Regions from separate parts of the Gossypium hirsutum genome. Here region 2 is linked to region 1. Evidence: chromatin contacts called from public Hi-C data. All regions are on one chromosome and are shown on one strand. The core of a region is the stretch at or near the end of the contact, and the rest is flanking DNA. Distances in the headings are between cores, read along the strand shown. Region 1 holds the start of LOC107898976. Region 2 holds the start of LOC107943753 (probable L-type lectin-domain containing receptor kinase VII.2).

Region 1 (4,324 bases), core at 717-3,216:
TTAATGAATACATGATATCAGAACTGTTTTATATTCAGGTCCAAAACCTTCTTTGTCGTTGTCAGGGTCTTGAAAAGAATTGAACTGTCTTACTTCAAGGTGTGAAGCTTGAATATGCACTTCTAGTCATGTAAATATTTCTATTCAATCAGCTTCCAATGATCATGTATGACTAGTATTCGGAGGATTGGAGAACGTTTAATGAATTTAAAACAGTTCTCCCTCCTAAGAGAGTGTCATATGTATCAGCTTCCAATGATCATGTATGACTAGTATTCGTAGGATTGGAGAACGTTTAATGAATTTAAAACAGTTCTTCCTCCTAAGAGAGTATCATATGTATGTATATATAGCTGATATTCTCATTGGGCAGATGAGGAGCCAAGCCAAGTTGAATTTCCTAAGTTTTGAAACCATTTTCTATTGCCTTCCCTAGCTCAAAGACATTTGAGTACAAAAATGTACCACAAATGATTTGATTGGTGTTAATCAATAACATCACCAATCTTTGCATTTGTTTTATTTGTTGGAGGGGCAGCTTTATCATAGAGATACGGGCAATCTCGTTTCTAACACCCCAATAAGTGGGGTAAGTAGGATGGATCAACCGTGTCTCAACAATGAGCACTCCAAAGAAGGATCTCGGCAAGGTGGGAAAAAAAACCCCAAGATGTAAACACCTTGAAATTGGATGGGAAAATGTTTCATAAGTGTTCTAAAGTTATAACCTGAACTTATTTAGCATTCATCCCGACAAACCAATAATATCACCAATGAGAAAATCAAAGTGAACAACAGCTTTCTTATTGCATTTAACTTTTTCAACTTTAAGCTGATGATAGTCATAACATAAACAAGAAGCAAAAGAGAATTAAACTCGATTTCACAATGAAATATGTCCAATACTAATAAGTACTACCGCAATCTCAAAGGACTGATCATGACACAAAACCAAGCCAAGAATCAAGCCCAATGGTTACTTTTTAAAAAGTATTAACTTCCTAGAAATATATATATTCAATCATTCACTCACAATAAACAAAGGCCCTAATTCATGCCCTGGTCAGGAACAGTAACAAGCTCATATTCAACTAAAGAAAGATTATTATCTTCTTTAACTGCGAATTTAGCAGGTTCGGTTACCTCGATCCGTCCCCATTTGTCAACTGCTAACCTCATTGTTGTTCGCTTGAACATAACAATCTTAGCATTACGTAAAATCACGGTTGCACCTTTTGTCATAAGATCAACTGCATCACCAACATCAAAATCATGATATTACATAGGTACTTGTTTAATTCAATTAAGTCTTGCAGTCAGAATTCTTTCCTTCCAAATAATACTCTGTTCTAGACTACTAAAATAGTCCCCAAAATAGAAATAGAAAAGACAAAACGTCTATACAAGTACAACCAACTTGGTTTATTATGAAATATAGGCTGACCCAATAAAACGCTGAGCAAATAAAATCGATCTAAATACAGAGGCTATAAATTTCTATGAAACTAGTGTATACATATAGATAGAGAAAAATAAATACCTTGTTCGTTGCGTGCGGTGAAGATGATGGTGCCAGTCTCGTCCCCAACGACGCACTCAGCGATCCGGGCCGGAGGTACAGGTCGAGAAAGGAGAGCACGGGACCTGTTGGGCCTGGCGGAAGTCTTGACTGGGGTCATCTCCACCACTTTGACGATCAAAGTGTGCCCGCTCGTACCGGGCTTCAAATCCTCCACTTTCACGAACACCGGCTTTCTCTTCGCGTTCGCCTGTCCCGTCGCAGTCGCCATTCCTCAAATCCAAGATTTGGCTTTGTCTAAAAGCTTATCCTCCAAACCGCAAATGCAAACCCTAGGAATATCTCTAACGGTTTTTATGGGAGGGCAGAATGGGCATAAACAATTAGAGAAGATTTAGGGTTTCTAAGAAATTTGGGAATTTGGGTGACCCGTGTATATCTTTCGTTTCGAATGGAGGATCATTAATAGTGGTGGGAGGTTTATTTGAATTTTACACGTGTTTGAATTGTATTGGTGCTTAAGGTCAACGATGGCGGGAAGACCGAGACTTTTCCCCTTCTCCAAGGGGTTTCAGTCATTACTGTACCCAAGTAACTACTTACTCGTTAAGTTAGTTTTTCCTTTTATTTTTTTTATAATTAATAAATACTTACCCAAGTAACTTCTTACTCGTTAAGTTAGTTTTTCCTTTTAGTTTTTTATAATTAATAAATACTTTTATTCCTTGAGAATTTAAATTATTAATTTCAAAATAAGAAATTGAAAACAATGTTAACGTGAATTTTCTTTTTAAAATTTTGAAAGCTTATATATATATATTTTAAAAAACTTTAACTATATTAATTTATAACGAGACAAATTAATTCATCAAAATAAATACATTTTTAAAAAATAAAATGCTATACATGAATAATAAATTTATCCATTTTATAAATTAATTGTTTGTGTTACTTGCATTTTAATACTCTCGAATTCATATCCTCTTATATTGATAATAATATCGAAAACAATTAAACTAATAATAAATCGACAACATGTATTTATATTTATACGTTGAATGGATTGTACTCAGTAAAACTTGCTAGCAATTTATTGATTTTCTTTTTCCTTTTTGGATGATAAGCACAACATATTCTACAAATATATTCTTAATATTCATGGAAATTTAACTTCTTGAAAGGCAGAGGATATGAAGGAAAGAATCATCCATCAATCCTTTCATTGTCTTACACACATTCACACTCGCACTCACACACAACAAACAACATCAACATGCATCATCATCACCATCACCATCACCATAAGAGTGTACTTTTTTCTTTTTTCCCTTTTCCCTTTTCCTTTTATTTGTAACAATCTTTATTAAAGGAAGAAACCATTCAAAATCGTCACCCTTCACATGTCATGATGATGCTTCAGTTATGTATGGAAGCCTTGAAGGCATGGACGGTCCTATCCTTGATAACATTGAAAATCAACAACATATCATCAACGATGACGTTGCAGACAATTCAAGTAGTCATTTTTATAAAGCTGGGTCAACTTTTTACATACAAACAGTTTTATGGTAGGCTGCAACAATCACTATAGCTATAAAGAGGATAAAAAACGTGGCATGGTATACACATATTTAGCTATTCATTTTCTCATTAATTCGGTACTCATCGGAAGAAATATATCACCGGAACCTTACAACGATGCAAGATATGTCATCTTTGCTCTTCTTAGAAACTGCTGCCTCAATCAAGTGCTTTGCTGCTGATTGAGCATCCTTGATGTTTTTTATGGCGTCCACTGCTTCTTGGTTTGACATAACCTGCAACGAGATCCGCTAAACATGAGAAACTTTGAATCTCGATTGAATTAATATTTGCATGAGAAACTAGAATTGCAAAAGTAATAACCTTCCATATCCCATCACTGGCCAGAATAATGAACTCTGTGTCATCATCAATAGTCACCACTTTCACGTCGGGGTCGGAGCTAAGGTGTAACTTTAAACTCTTATCGCCAAACGCCCTTGCTACAGCCAGTTGCCCGTCAACCCGTGGAACATCCCCTGTGAGGATCAGATAATATATGTCAGTTCCAATTTCCAGATACCAGATACCAGATAATGGAGTTGCAGAATTGCTAGTATTTGTTCTAGTTAGTATTACCTGGAAGGTTTGATACAAAGCCACCGCGGCTCTCAATCAATCTCTTCTCTGTGCTTGGTTCGTGATCAACGGATAGTTGTTCTGCCACACCGTTCTTGCACATAACTGCCCGAGAATCTCCTACATTCCCCACTACCAGTTTCTGACTGTTGATAAGTATGGCCGTCACGGCCGTTGAGCCTCCTCTGCCTAGAACCTTTGCTTTATCCAGTATTTCTGCATCAGTGGAGCGATAAGCTCTTCTTATTGCATCCTCCATGTTGGTCCAAAAATCATGCTGCATACAAATGTTTCATAAGAGATCCTGTAAGTGTGTGCATATATATATATCTATATATAAGGGAAGTGACAGAATCATATGTTGATTCTTACACTAAACTCTTACCTGTTTCAAGATGTTATCAAACAGATGACTCTGCAAGTACTTTGCAACATCATGGCCCAAATGTCCATCAAAGATTGCAAATAAACCTAACTCACTATCGTCTTTTTTCTTGAAGTCAGAAACAACATAATCTTCCATGTCATGATTTGATTTTCCCTTCAGGCAATGAAAACCGTGCGTCGTATGCTTTGACATTTTGCTCTTCCCTTTCCCTGTGTCAGCCCCAGATGAAAATAGCCCAGCCTTCAGATGAAAACATA
Region 2 (4,324 bases), core at 790-3,289, 390 kb after region 1:
CCCTTCTTCAATCGGCCTCCGTCCACATACTATCTCCAACACCAACACTCCAAAACAGAATACATCTGTTTGAGTGGAAACACGTCCAGTTTTAATCAATTCCGGTGCCATGTATCCTACGGTTCCAACCACTCGAGTAGTGCTAGCCAGTTCACTATGATGATGCGTACGTGCTAATCCGAAATCGCTTAACCTGGCATTCATATACTTGTCGAGTAAGACATTGCTTGCTTTAATGTCCCTATGCAAGACCTTAGCTTCCCAACCCTCATGCAAATACCAGATTGCAGAAGCTACATCTTTCAAGACTTTAACTCTCTCATCCCAGCTCAACATTGAGTCCTCATGACAGTCGAAAATTCTCTTATCGACGCTCCCATTCTCCATGTAATCGTAGACCAAGATCAAGCTCCCTTTATCGTTCCTAGACCAACCTCTCAGTCCCACCAAATTTCTATGCTTCAATCTCCCTAGACTTGAAACCTCAGCCAAAAACTCTCTAATCCCATGCTCACTTTCATTAGAAATTTTCTTCACTGCAACTTCTTGTCCTTCTTTCAATACCCCTTTATAGACATTCCCATTACCTCCAGAACCAATCACATTTTCATCTGAAAATGCCTTTGTTGCTGCATAGATCTCTTGATACCCAATCCTGTGAGGCCAATACTCCAATTCCCAATTTTCAATATCATCTTTCTTACCATTTCTTTTCCTTCTAAATCTAACCAAAAGAAAGTACATTGCAATGCAAAAGCTAACAAGCAAGACAGCCCCAATGGTAACTCCAACTATGAACCCTGTTGATTCAAACACAGAATCCTTTGGTGGCACAAATGAAGGCAAATTAGTAGTGACCAAAGCATTACCAATTGAGGGATTCGAATTACTAAAGCTCCAAGCCAGAATCCTATGACTCTCAACCAACTGGCCTGTTGCTCCAGCAAATCCTACATGCATTTCATCAAGAAAAACAGTAGAAAGGTTCACAAACACACTTATCAAAGGCCTTATAGGCCTTTTATCCCCCACTTTCGCCATAGTAACATTTAAAATAGAATCTTCATAATCAACCCAGACTTGATAATTAACACCATTATTAAGCTTCAATCCCTTCAACTTATCACCTTCACTCCCTCCCCAAAACCCTGTAAGACTTGAAGCAACAGATTTCAAGGAGTTCACATCAACACCCACATGGTTATCATTGATATCATCAAATTCTTGGTTTGCAAACACATCAAACTCGACACCAAAGATACTGCTGTTGGGATTACCATTGTTGGAAAAGTTGAAAAGACCCAGATTCTGAGACGAACTGGCACCAGCTATACCAGCAGTAGGCAAGAAGGCAAAAGCAAATCCATGACCTGGGAGAAAACCCTTGAGAGGGGCAATGGAGAAAACGAAAGAAGTATAGAAAGGAAGTAACTTTGATGAATTTGATGATGACTTCACTGGGATCTTCGAAGGGTACAAAGCACGACCAATAGAAAAAGTCCCATTTGTGATGGAGAGGATGGAAGAATCAATAGTAGCATCACCAAAAGTCAAGAGATTGGTGGAGTTGAAGTTGGTATTGTAAACGAATTCAACAGATGAAACCCAAGGGAAGAACAAAAGGAAGGTTATTGCAGTTGAAAACAAGAAGGGAGACATGAGGAATATATTTCTAAAGATCCAAGAAGAGAAGATAAAGCTGTAGTTTTGCACGTAAAGAGTGGCGTGCATTTTAGGATTTTAGCTTGCATTTGAAGGAAGGCAACTGTGTTGGACGCGTAAAAAGAACAACATACAAACAGAAGTGTTCAAAATCTATCACATAAATAATTGTTGAATAATAATTAAGTAGTTTAACTAATATTCGCAAAGGAAGCGGCGGGAAGGTAAGAAATACAGTACAATAATAATGGTGGAGTGGAGAATGGGGTGGTAATGAGCCGACAAGATAAGGGTTGAGCTGGATCAAATTGATTAAAAAATAAAAATAAAAAAAGCTTTACTCAAATCTATCTAAGTGCGCCACTCGATTGGTGGCCTGGACAAATACAGGCTTTGTTGAACAAGGTAAAACAACGTAGCCTTTCAATTTTGAACTATCTCTTTCTATCTTCTTGGTAGTATGAATGCTTCTAATTTCATATATTAGATTCCAAGAATTACTCTTTAGCTTTCTCATTGGCACCCCAATTTATTTACAAATTTTAACCTTTAACCAAAGTTATACATTTTCATATATTCAATTTAATTTTTAAAATTGATTTCATAAAAATTCTTAATTAACTAATAATTTTAACAATTTTTTTTCCCAAAAACATTAATTATTAATTTTCATCAATCAATTTCAATTGGCTTAAGGGTTAAAAACCCTAATTTAAAAAAAACAATTAAATTCTTACCTTTTTTATTCAATTGAGTACTTAAATTTTTAATATTTATCAAAAAGGTCCTCAATTTTTTTCAAAAAAATTAATTAAAGTCTGTTTTTTTTTGTGCTCAATTGAGTACTTAAATTGTCAAAATTCATTAAAAAAATCATTTGATCGTTAAAGTTAATTAACCCTAATTTGTTTCAGTTAAAGCCACCCCGTGTCACAATTACAACGTGACATGTAGCAAAAAAGTTAAAAAATAAAAATAAAAAATTATTAAATTTTAATAAAAAATATAAAATATTAAAAATTATAAAAAGATCATAAAAATCGTAAAAAATATAAAATTTTATAAAAATCATACAAAAAAATTATAAAATACATAAAAAAAACTCATTTAACCATTAACCTAATGAACCTAAGTGATTCTTTAGTTAAAGTTATCACATGTTGCAACACGTGTCATATAGCAAAAAATGCTAAAAATAAAAATCAATAAAAGTTATAGAAAAATTATAAAATACTACTTTTGGTATGATAATTTTTATAATTTTCTTATGATTTTATAAAATTTTAAAAAAATTATATTTTTATTAAAATTTAATAATTTCTATAACTTTTATTAATTTTTATTTTTTTATCATTCTTACACATGATACGATCAAATAATCTTTTTAGTAAATTTTAACCATTTAAATACTCAATTAAGTGCAAAGAAAAGCAGACTAATTGAAAAAAATTTGAGAATCGTTTTTATAAGTTGGCGGAAAAAGACCATTTCAATTTTAAAACTTGCATTTTAACTTGCTTTCTAATCTTTGTCTCCAAACTTATATTACCTGTATTTTAGGTGATAATTTACAAATTTGGTCCATATTGAATCATTGATTTGAAGTTAAGTGCAAGAATGAAAAGAAATTACAAATACCCAAGTGAACCAAATATTTTATATACATAAACATTTTAAATCATAAGAATGTCACATGTTTTTTTTTTTTTAATTAGTTTGTTCTTTAAATTTTTATTTTATTTTTTAAATATACCCTAAGAAGCAGATCCCACGGAAAAACTAAACTCCCTTAACAGTGGATCAAACAAATCTTCTTTTTTTTTTAATCCACTTCCAAATCATTTATGAAGAAATAAGACAATGGCAAGAAACAGTTTCAAAATTGTAATCCTTCTAATTGATTCTATTATTGATGTATAAAAAAAAAACACAAGTAGTAATCACCTACAAAGCCAGAGAATTGTATCCTATAAAAGCCATATTTATAGCTTACCAAATCAAAGAAGATAAATGAGTGCTTTTGCTCAAATACTCTATATAACAAATAACATCTACTTTTTCTTGTTCACTATACATGGTAAATCCTGTAAACTAATTATCTCTTGGTATTTAGATTACCTGATTTTCCCAGCTTTACCACAAAGATTGAAAAACCATAAAATGATGTCTATTCAGCTCTGCGAGCGGTGACAAACAATGAATTTTCTGTCACTTGCTTTGCTTGAGCTTGCAGTTTCCCAGCTTTTATCTTGTCAAGTCTTGCTCTTCGAGCAAATTCTTGGATCTTACGGTCATGCTCTTTAAGCAACTGATCAACATTTTCGGATGGAGCAAGTAATGGACCCGAGACATAAATCTTGTTTCCCCTCGGACCACAACCATGCTGGAGAATAATAGCATTAATAAGAATATGCAGGTTTCAGAATAGATGATGTTGCATGCAAGGCATGAATTGCCTTAATGCAATTTACAAGAAAGAACAATGTCAAGAAACTCACCATTGGTTCCTTAATGCAGGCTCTTCCACCTGCTGTCTGTGGGGATTCTGTGGTTTTTGGCATATGGTGTCTGAGATCGCGTTTTCCCGCAGACTCTAATTCGTGAAATGATCTTCGAGACCTGCCTGCTTGGTTCACTGGTTCTGAAGTCAAAGGTCCAGATC

Evidence for each region. A called contact is a pair of places that touch in the nucleus more often than the background predicts.
Region 2: a Hi-C map of leaf shows a contact between it and region 1, with 1.9 times the contacts expected there. The contact joins the promoter of LOC107943753 here to the promoter of LOC107898976 in region 1. A contact is called at or near these places in 2 of 34 Hi-C or Micro-C datasets (both in leaf).

Annotation. Positions count from the first base shown.
Region 1 is chrA04:81,417,448-81,421,771 of Gossypium_hirsutum_v2.1, forward strand. LOC107898976 reads right to left here and starts at 1,967. Exons shown (of 2, transcript XM_016824553.2): 1 at 1,541-1,967; 2 at 789-1,250. The coding sequence starts at 1,790. The coding sequence ends at 1,048. It overlaps LOC107937296 (probable protein phosphatase 2C 58), which reads right to left. Exons shown (of 5, transcript XM_041111507.1): 2 at 4,065-4,307; 3 at 3,680-3,956; 4 at 3,425-3,579; 5 at 2,583-3,336. The coding sequence ends at 3,199. LOC121228206 (a long non-coding RNA gene) reads left to right here. Exons shown (of 3, transcript XR_005925766.1): 3 at 66-148.
Region 2 is chrA04:81,805,078-81,809,401 of Gossypium_hirsutum_v2.1, forward strand. LOC107943753 (probable L-type lectin-domain containing receptor kinase VII.2) reads right to left here and starts at 2,040. Exons shown (of 1, transcript XM_016877545.2): 1 at 1-2,040. The coding sequence starts at 1,731. LOC107943755 (probable serine/threonine-protein kinase At1g54610) reads right to left here. Exons shown (of 8, transcript XM_016877548.2): 7 at 4,161-4,324; 8 at 3,537-4,045. The coding sequence ends at 3,830.